Linked DNA regions of Mus musculus: regions 2 and 3 are each linked to region 1. The links are chromatin contacts, called in public ChIA-PET and Hi-C maps. All regions are on one chromosome and are shown on one strand. The core of a region is the stretch at or near the end of the contact, and the rest is flanking DNA. Distances in the headings are between cores, read along the strand shown. Region 1 holds the start of Lypd6b (LY6/PLAUR domain containing 6B). Region 2 overlaps Kif5c (kinesin family member 5C). Region 3 overlaps Lypd6b (LY6/PLAUR domain containing 6B).

Evidence for each region. A called contact is a pair of places that touch in the nucleus more often than the background predicts. ChIA-PET counts read pairs in DNA pulled down with a chosen protein or histone mark.
Region 2: an RNA polymerase II ChIA-PET map of memory CD8 T cells shows a contact between it and region 1, with 13 read pairs. The contact joins the enhancer-like site here to the promoter of Lypd6b in region 1. A contact is called at or near these places in 1 of 484 Hi-C or Micro-C datasets (Th1 cells), 2 of 115 datasets of contacts at active chromatin or transcription factors (memory CD8 T cells and pancreatic cancer cells) and 1 of 9 other capture datasets (pancreatic islet).
Region 3: a contact with region 1 is called in a Hi-C map of cortical glia, with 1.4 times the contacts expected there. The contact joins the enhancer-like site here to the promoter of Lypd6b in region 1. A contact is called at or near these places in 2 of 39 promoter capture datasets (epiblast stem cells and neutrophils), 8 of 484 Hi-C or Micro-C datasets (CD4 T cells, bone marrow-derived DN2 thymocytes, brain and 5 more), 1 of 115 datasets of contacts at active chromatin or transcription factors (memory CD8 T cells) and 1 of 9 other capture datasets (pancreatic islet).

What each region holds. Positions count from the first base shown.
Region 1 is chr2:49,786,433-49,789,132 of GRCm38.p6, reverse strand. It overlaps Lypd6b (LY6/PLAUR domain containing 6B), which reads right to left and starts at 1,450. Exons shown (of 7, transcript NM_001379382.1): 1 at 1,360-1,450.
Region 2 is chr2:49,732,345-49,735,044 of GRCm38.p6, reverse strand. Kif5c (kinesin family member 5C) reads right to left here. Exons shown (of 26, transcript NM_008449.3): 15 at 2,195-2,341. Among named protein-coding and RNA genes, the nearest start is that of Gm46738, 13 kb to the left of the region's middle. Within about 2 kb of position 1,279, at least 127 of the 459 cell types and tissues checked have an H3K27ac peak or open chromatin away from gene starts, as enhancers often do. A contact at or near this core is called in Th1 cells, memory CD8 T cells, pancreatic cancer cells and 1 more, where this site is marked.
Region 3 is chr2:49,844,856-49,847,555 of GRCm38.p6, reverse strand. The region is part of intron 1 of Lypd6b (LY6/PLAUR domain containing 6B); the gene reads right to left. Among named protein-coding and RNA genes, the nearest start is that of Lypd6b, 59 kb to the right of the region's middle. Within about 2 kb of position 1,260, at least 57 of the 459 cell types and tissues checked have an H3K27ac peak or open chromatin away from gene starts, as enhancers often do. A contact at or near this core is called in cortical glia and memory CD8 T cells, where this site is marked.

The DNA of each region.
Region 1 (2,700 bases), core at 201-2,700:
GGAAGGTCTGCTGAAGGATAGAATAACGGAAGAGATCTCTCTCTCTCTCTCTCTCTCTCTCTCTCTCTCTCTCTCTCTCTCTCTCTCTTTCCCTCCCACTCTTCGTCTTTACTCTATTCCCTTCAGTGGTAAGCCTGAAGATATGGTGCCTGCTCTAATGACCATTGCATACAAAAGAATATGTCAACCTAGTGGGGAAAGTGCCCCTGAGGAGAGAACTTGTCCTGAGAGCTCATAGGAGTGATAAGATCTAGCTACACTGGAAACTGCAACCCTCAGACTTTTCCTTTGGAGGACTCAGCCAATTCCTACGTTGCATAAGACAACTTTCAAGTCACCAAACCCTAAACCCTAAGAAAAGAATTCTAACAGTTCACAATGGCAGAAGCAGGCTAATTGCCCCCTGCTAGAAGGAGGATACTGCACTGACCAGTCTTGAGCTTAGCAGCTGGGAACAGCCCCGCCAAATCCACACCCCCCCCCCCTTGCTACTATAGTCAGCTTGTCAGAAGGCTGCCACGACCCTCCCAGACACACAGACACTACCACTCCCACACACACACACACACACACACACACACCTCACTCCCTCCCCGATGTCTTCTATTCCGATGCCCGGGACCTCTGGAGAGAATACTTTAACACCTAGGGACTACACCGGGAGGAAAAACCCTCAAGCATCGTGCTAGGTACCTCATGGGCATCAAATAATTTAAGGGCATCTGATGATTATAACACCTATATTATCTTTTAGGTAACAGGCTCAGAGAAGTTAAGGAGCTTGCTCAAGGTCACAGAGCTAGTAATTTAAACACCATAATGGACCACTCTTCCCACTCCATCACTCTGATGACCAGGCACCAGACACGGGGAGGAGAGCAGCACCTTTCACCCCACAACACCCTCGGGCACACAGACCAGCGCGGACTTACTACGTATGCCCCCCTAGAGTACCCAGCCGACCCCGCTTCACCGAAGCCTACGTAACTAAACTAACCAATGTGCTGGTTAGTGATTTAACAACAAAGTCAAAAGCCAGGAAGGGGAGACTGGCGGCCCCCGCGGGCTGAGCTCAAGCGCCGCAGAGGGAAGGGCGGGAGCTGGCTCGCACTTGGCGGTGCGGTGGGGCCCCAGCCTTAGCCGTGGCCTCCAGCCCCGGAGTCACCGGGAGACCACGCAGCTCCCCGAGGCGCCCGCTCGGTCCCCCATCCAGATGTGGGCAGCTGCGCTCCCCTGCGGTTCGGAGAGTCCCCATGCTCCGCGGGGCGTTTCGCAGTGCTCGCCGCAGCCGCGCGCCCCTCCCAGCCCCTGCTCTGCGGGATCTGCACGCGGCCGCCCCGCAGAGCTCGCCCGGCTCACCTGCGCGGACGCCGGCCGGCTCCCGGCGCCTCGCTCGGCTCCCGGCCTGGGCTCCAGACACCCGCTCCGGGCTGGCGATGGCTGTGGCCGCGCGGGGCGGGGCGCGGATCCTCCCCGCCCCGAGCCACCTGGGTCGTCCCGGAGAGGCGGGCCGACAGGTGAGCGCCGCACGCCGGGGAGCCGCCCGGGTGCCCGCTTGGGGACGCCGCCTGGGTCCTGCGCCCGGTGGCACCAAGCCCAGTGAACGCGAGTAGGTCGTTTAATGCACCCGTGCAAAGAGGAGCTGTTCCCACCTAGCCTGGCCGGCTGGGAAAAGAGCGCGGACCCCGCGCGGAGCAGCTAGAGGGACACCGCAGCCCTCACAGAGTGAGGTGGAGTCACTCTGGGGTGAAAACGATGAGGCAAAGAGTGCTACTGACTTGAGAAACAGAACTCGGCCTTTTAGACCGTTCCGTCGTACCCCTTCCTTGCTTCACCTACCCCTCAAGCGATGACTTTCCTTATTTTAGTAAGATAATTTCCCATTGCTATGTCCTCCGCAACTTTGGATTGTAAATCCAACCTAGTTCCACTGCAGATAAATCCCGAAAGCCTTGTACAAAGGCAGGGCAGCTCAGGGCTCTGTGAATAGCAAAAGAATGCCAAAGTATGGTCCCCAGGTCAAACTGGCTCTAGTGTTACTCTGTGTTGTCACTTGAAAGCAAGCTTCCTAGATTTCAAGTCACTCTCCCCACCCCCCACCCCCCACCCCACCCCAGACAGGGTTTCTCTGTGTAGCCCTGGCTGTCCTGGAACTCACTTTGTAGACCAGGCTGGCCTCGAACTCAGAAATCCATCAGACTCTACTTCCCAAGTGCTGGAATTAAAGGCGTGCGCCACCACCGCGGCTCAAGTCACTCTTTTTATCACTTTTCTTCCAAACACTTCCAAGGAGACAGCTGGATTGTAGACCCACACTCTCAGAACGCCCCGTGTAAATGGTCAGGCAGATCTCTAACTTAGAAAGAGGTCACTCAGAGAGAAATTCACAGAATAGGATGGCTTGTCTGTCAGGCTTGCACCAGTGGGAACCAACCCAGAGTTAGGACAACTGACCCAGGGTGCGGCAAAGTTGACTCTGAGGCCCAGGCCTGTCTCCAAAGAGAGCATGGTGGCCTGGAGGCTTGAGGTGCTTAGCGGGATGCAGATCTCCCATAGAGACTAGGCACAGGGTGACTACTCTAGAGACTTCTAATCATGGGCTTTGCAGGTCAAGGGACACCCAAGCCACAGACTCTAAAAGAGGAGAATTTAAAAAGTTTTCCACTTAACAGACAGATGATCTTAGCACATATGCAAGGG
Region 2 (2,700 bases), core at 30-2,529, 54 kb after region 1:
TCTCCACACTTTCCGTAGTGGTGAGGAGCCTGATGTCTACATGCAATGGCTGAACTATAAAAGACTTTCACCACACTCTTCAAACAGAACCTCTAATGCCAGAGAATGCACCAATCGCCCAGTGCCTCCTCATGTGAAAATTTCCATGCTTAGCCATCTGCTGCTACCAATCTTTTCCTTTGCCTTTTTGGAGCTGCCCTTCCAAGTAGACAGTAACCTACTCTGATAAGATATCTAAGAACAAGCCTAAGTTAACACTGACAAGAGATGGTTCTGACAGAATTCCTGAATGAGGTATATCTGGTTTCTAACTTTCAGAACTCCACTAGAAAACAAAAATGGAGACAAGGTATTGGGTTAGACCCATCTGCTAAGATGCATGGTATACAAGCTGAACCATGCAGAAAAGTAGCTTTGTGTGCACTATGTTTAACCACCAGAGGGCAGCCTTGCACCTTAGGAAGACTATGTCCCAGCAGAATCTAGCCCAGGAACGCCAGCAATTTCTGATGTTCGGTGTCCTCCCATCAGCCCCCTCTCTGCCCCTCCCACCTCCTCAAATGTTATCATTGCTGTCATTAAATCACATATTTTTCTGTGTAAACATTTGAGAACTGAGATAAAATGATATTGGGTATGAGCCCTAAATATTGGTAGCAAACATGAAGTATACAGTTTTGCGTTCCTGTATTGTGATTTATTAACCATATAAGAATTCAATACCACCTAACAATGACTGCAGCACAATACTAAGTGACCAGCAGGAAAAGCTACAATTATCAGCTGTGACTCCCCATCATGGAGGCCCTTGCTAAACGTGAGTTGGGTTGGTGACTGAGATTTGCCTCCCGATACTGCTCCCCGTTCTATCCCTCCCATAATGCAACAGCACAGATACACTGGCAGCCTTTGCCATTGGTCCAGCATGGAAGGAGGCTCTCTGAGACTACCGTGATCTGTAAGTGAGAGTCATCAATGAAATTAGCTAAGGGCATCTAGTGTCTGGAACCTAAAAATAATCCCAAAGCATGCAATTAGGTATTTAAAAATCCTCTCATCATACTTAGGATTTCCGGCAGGAAGGACCTTTAATGGCAAAGCACAGACACGCTTTGAGTTCACTAATGTGTTCCTCAGCTCAGTGTAAGATCTTAGCATAAAAATATCTTTTCTTATTGTTATCAGCAGGAGGTGCCAACGTCCCACAAATCCACTCCATGAGGTCCTGCGAGCCTTTAATCAGCCCCATGTCAGAACTACACTGCTCAACAGCAACATGTGGCTCTAAACATTAACCGTCAAGCACAGACCAGCCTAGCCGTGACTTAAAAGCTTAACCTGGCAGGGCCTGAAACCGCTGCCTTGCAGCTGCCCTAAGGCTACATAAGATTGGGAATTTCTGGTATATAGTCCCCTCTCCTGGATAAAAGTGGTTAGTGATACAGCACACTGGATGTAAATGAATAAAGACTTGACAGTTGGTGCTACAGCAGTGATCTTGCTACGAGGCAAAAGCGTAAAGATATGAAAATGAAAGTAGCTAAGGATGGGCAGAGAGGAAACACAACAGTCGGGTCCTGTGGATTGTGGAGCCACTGCAATGAAACCAAATTGGGTTCTCTAACTTTAATAAGCCACGAGTCATCTTGTTAAAACACAGAGTCCGCTTCAGTATGTCTGAGGTCAGCCTGGGGTCTAAATTGCTAATTAGCCCCAGGTGATGCAGATGACCCTGAGTAACAAGGCCTAGCCTCCTCCTGTTACACATAATTAAGTGTGGTTTACTCTTTCAGCCCCTGCTAGCTGCCTATGACTTTCAGCTGGAAGCTTTCTCAATTCGTACTGCTTGGCTGGAGAATTCTCACTGCATTGGGCTGGGGGGGTGGGGAAGGGTGGGGACTGAGACCTGGCCTGCAGCTTCTCCCAGCTGAGCCCCAGTGTGAGAGCATTGCAGGTAAGGCTAAAGAAAAAAAAAAACAAGCCACACAAAACCAACCAAGACTGGAAGATGCCCCCCAGATCTGAAAGGCAAACTGTTCCTCTCCATCCCCTCCCCCAGCCCCTGCTTCATGCGCCAGCTCTCCTTTTTCAGCATGCGCCAGGTGCAGAGTACAGCCCTGAGCCTCAGGTGCTGCAGAGCTTGACTCGGATCACACCAGTCAGGGTAGGAACAGAGAACACAAGTCTGGCTTACAGTCTTCACATCGTTGGTGCCAATAATTCCGCCTATCTCCCCCAGGTCCTTGAGAAGCAGGTTCAGGATCTCTGTGGCCCTCTTTTTCTGGTGGTTACTAAGCTCTTGCAGCTGACTCAGCTCTCGCTGGGTGGTTGTCAGTGTCGTCTGGAAAACAAAGTCAGCCACAGGTTACCAAGGTGGCCCATGAATTTCCACCTGTGACCTCCAGAGCTCAACAGCCCATGCCAGACCCAGCTCTTTAATCACTCCTCTGATCTCAGTGGAAAAGCACTCTGAAGGCTGACTGCTGCGTAGCACTTGGTTCTGATACAGAAACTTAATTCAGAGATGTTACCTTGTAAAACCAGCTATGTATTATTACTAGATATGTATTATTATTATTATTATTGGTTATATCGACGCTAGCAAAGTGAGTTACTGTAAATGAATTCAGGGCCCAGAGCAGGGCTCACTGGGTCAAGGTAAGAACTGACTCCAGCAAACTGTCCTCTGACCTCCACCCA
Region 3 (2,700 bases), core at 11-2,510, 59 kb before region 1:
GTTGAACTATTATAACTCTACTTCATATGAAAGGTTACCAGGTTCAAGATTAATATGCAAAAGTCACTTGTATTTCTATATACAAATAACCAATCAATCATCAGAAATTAAAATTAAAAATATATATATCACTTATTGCGCCTTCCCCAAAGAAGCACTGAAGGAAAAGCCTGACCAAATATGAAAAGATTGGTCACTGTAAATGATATTACGTTGTTACATTGTTGCAATAGTACAGACAATAAATAGTGAGCTACATAGTGTTGTTCATGGGCTGGAAGGTACTTACATTGAAAGTGGTGATTCTCCATTAATCATCTACATAGTCTAATGTCAATCAAAGTCCTACCAGGCTTTCTTTAGAAGCTGACAGGCTCACTGTAAAATGTATATGAAAATGCAAAAGGATCCAGAGTAGCCAACTTGATTGCAAGACTCACTACCCAGCTGCAGTAATCAAGACAGCATAAGCACACAGATCGGTATAACAGGAGTCCAGAAGAGAAGCAGATGGAAAATTAGACAAATGACTATTTCTAACAAATGTGCGGCAGCCCATCAATGGAGAGAAGCATCAACTTTCACAAGAGGTGCTGGAGCAAATGTAAATTTGCAAAAGATGAACCAGATCTTACTCCCTGTGAGGAAAATCACTTGAGTGGCTCGCAGAGCCAAAAGTAAAAATGGAAATTGGGAAAGCTCTAGTAGAGTGTTGAAGAATATCTTTGTAACTTCGGGTTAAGGGATGATTTTTTTCATTTTCATCCACAAATGCAAGATCCCATTTTAACAAAACAAGAGTCGACACACTGAATTTTATCAAAATTTAAAATTGTTCTTCTTTGAGAGACACTATGAAAACATGAAAGTACAATATTCAGATGAGAAAAGAAAAGTTCGCCACCTCCCTACCCCATCCTATCTCATCACTCCCCCCTTCCTGCCCCACCCAGCCAGGAAAGGGGACAGAGAGGAACTGGAGACAAGAATTTCCAAGAAGATCTGAGAACATTTGAGTTGATAAATGTGTTCATTACCTTTATTGTCCTGATAATTCCACAGATGATGAGTGTCTAACCTTGGCAAAAGATGGTATAGAATTTATAGAACTACTCAAAAATGGAAGAGCCAACAATACAATAAAAATGTTCAGACACCTCACGAAAGAAAATTCACAAAGAGTCAAGAGGCCATAAAGAGTCTTCAGTACACGGCAGTATGGTCTGCTTGAGTAAGGATGTGGTAAAACTGGGACTTTCATGTACCGCTTGCAGGAAGCCAAGAATAACAGCACTGCCTTCCTTGGTAAACAGTGTGACAGCTTATTAAATTGGCTTATCCATTTAATCAACAGCCACAGTGGCTTTACAACTACTCCACTCATAGGTGTTTACTTGAGAAAAATTAAATGCTACACAGATAGATAGATAGATAGATAGATAGATAGATAGATAGATAGATAGATAGATGGATGATAGATAATCAGACACATATAAAGATTTGTACACAAATGCTCACAGTAGCTTTCTATGTAATAGCCCAAAGCTAAAACAACCCAAACGCCCATCAGCAGGTGAGCATATAAACAGATCATGACATTCGTGCCAATGGAATGTCTTCCAGCAGTAAAACATTCTGAGCTACTTAAACACCTGACAGGCATAAAGCTCACGAAAATTACCTAGAGTGAGCAAAGCCAGACACGAAGATAATATACTACATTCTTAATTTAAGATTAGAGAATATGCAAAGTAGCCTACACTGACATAATGCATCCCCACCCCTCACTCCACCGTACCCCCCAGGAAAGGGGCGGAGATGGACTGGAGGCAAGAACTTCCAAGAAGACCTGAAACCATCTGAGGTGATAAATGTGTTCATTACCTTGATTGTGTTGATAATTCCACAGACAATGGGTGTCTAAACTTGGCAAATTGTATGCTTTAAATATGCCAGTTTATTGTAGGTCAATTATACCTCAGAAAAGCTGTTAAAAATAATAAGACAAGGCTGCCTATTTGAGGTCACCCTTTGCCAACCTAAATTTTGGCCTCATTGCAAAAATGTCTTGAACAGCATTTAGGAACAGACTGGCATTGTTAGGCTTAATGTCCTGTGAAATAGTCTAAACTAATTGTTTCAAAGGCCTGTGGCAGCAGTTTTCAGAGATTATATCAGGCAACACTTTTTTCTTTGTATCTACATAAGCTACGTTGCCACTGGATACCAAACAATGCTTTCATTGCAGTCATCTCCGCAGCAGGGATGAGAACAATGCCCGAAGTTCCCTGTGTCTGGGCCAACCCTTTGCCCCACTGCAGCAGCTTCTGGCTTCCGCAGCAAACTGTTCAATGTGGAGTACTGGTCTGAATCATTGGCGAGTCGGTTGGTTCCCAAGCACTCGAGTGGGAGAGAGAAAGATAGAAACAAGGAAAGACTGAAGGACAGAGAGACCCAGAAAGGGAGCCTGAGTCGAGTACCAGTTCATGGATGTTCCCCATCCCCCCCACCACCACCACCACCCTTGCCCAAAACTTCTAGCTTCAACCAGCTATCTCTGCTTTTCAGAAAGGAATGCGACGGTAACTGCTTATTTCTAAATAGCTCTTGCAGCTGCATCTTCCCATTCTAGCCTCGGGACCTCAGAGGCCGCAGACAGTTTCTCAGCATGTGTTTAGGGAACAAGCACACCACACATAA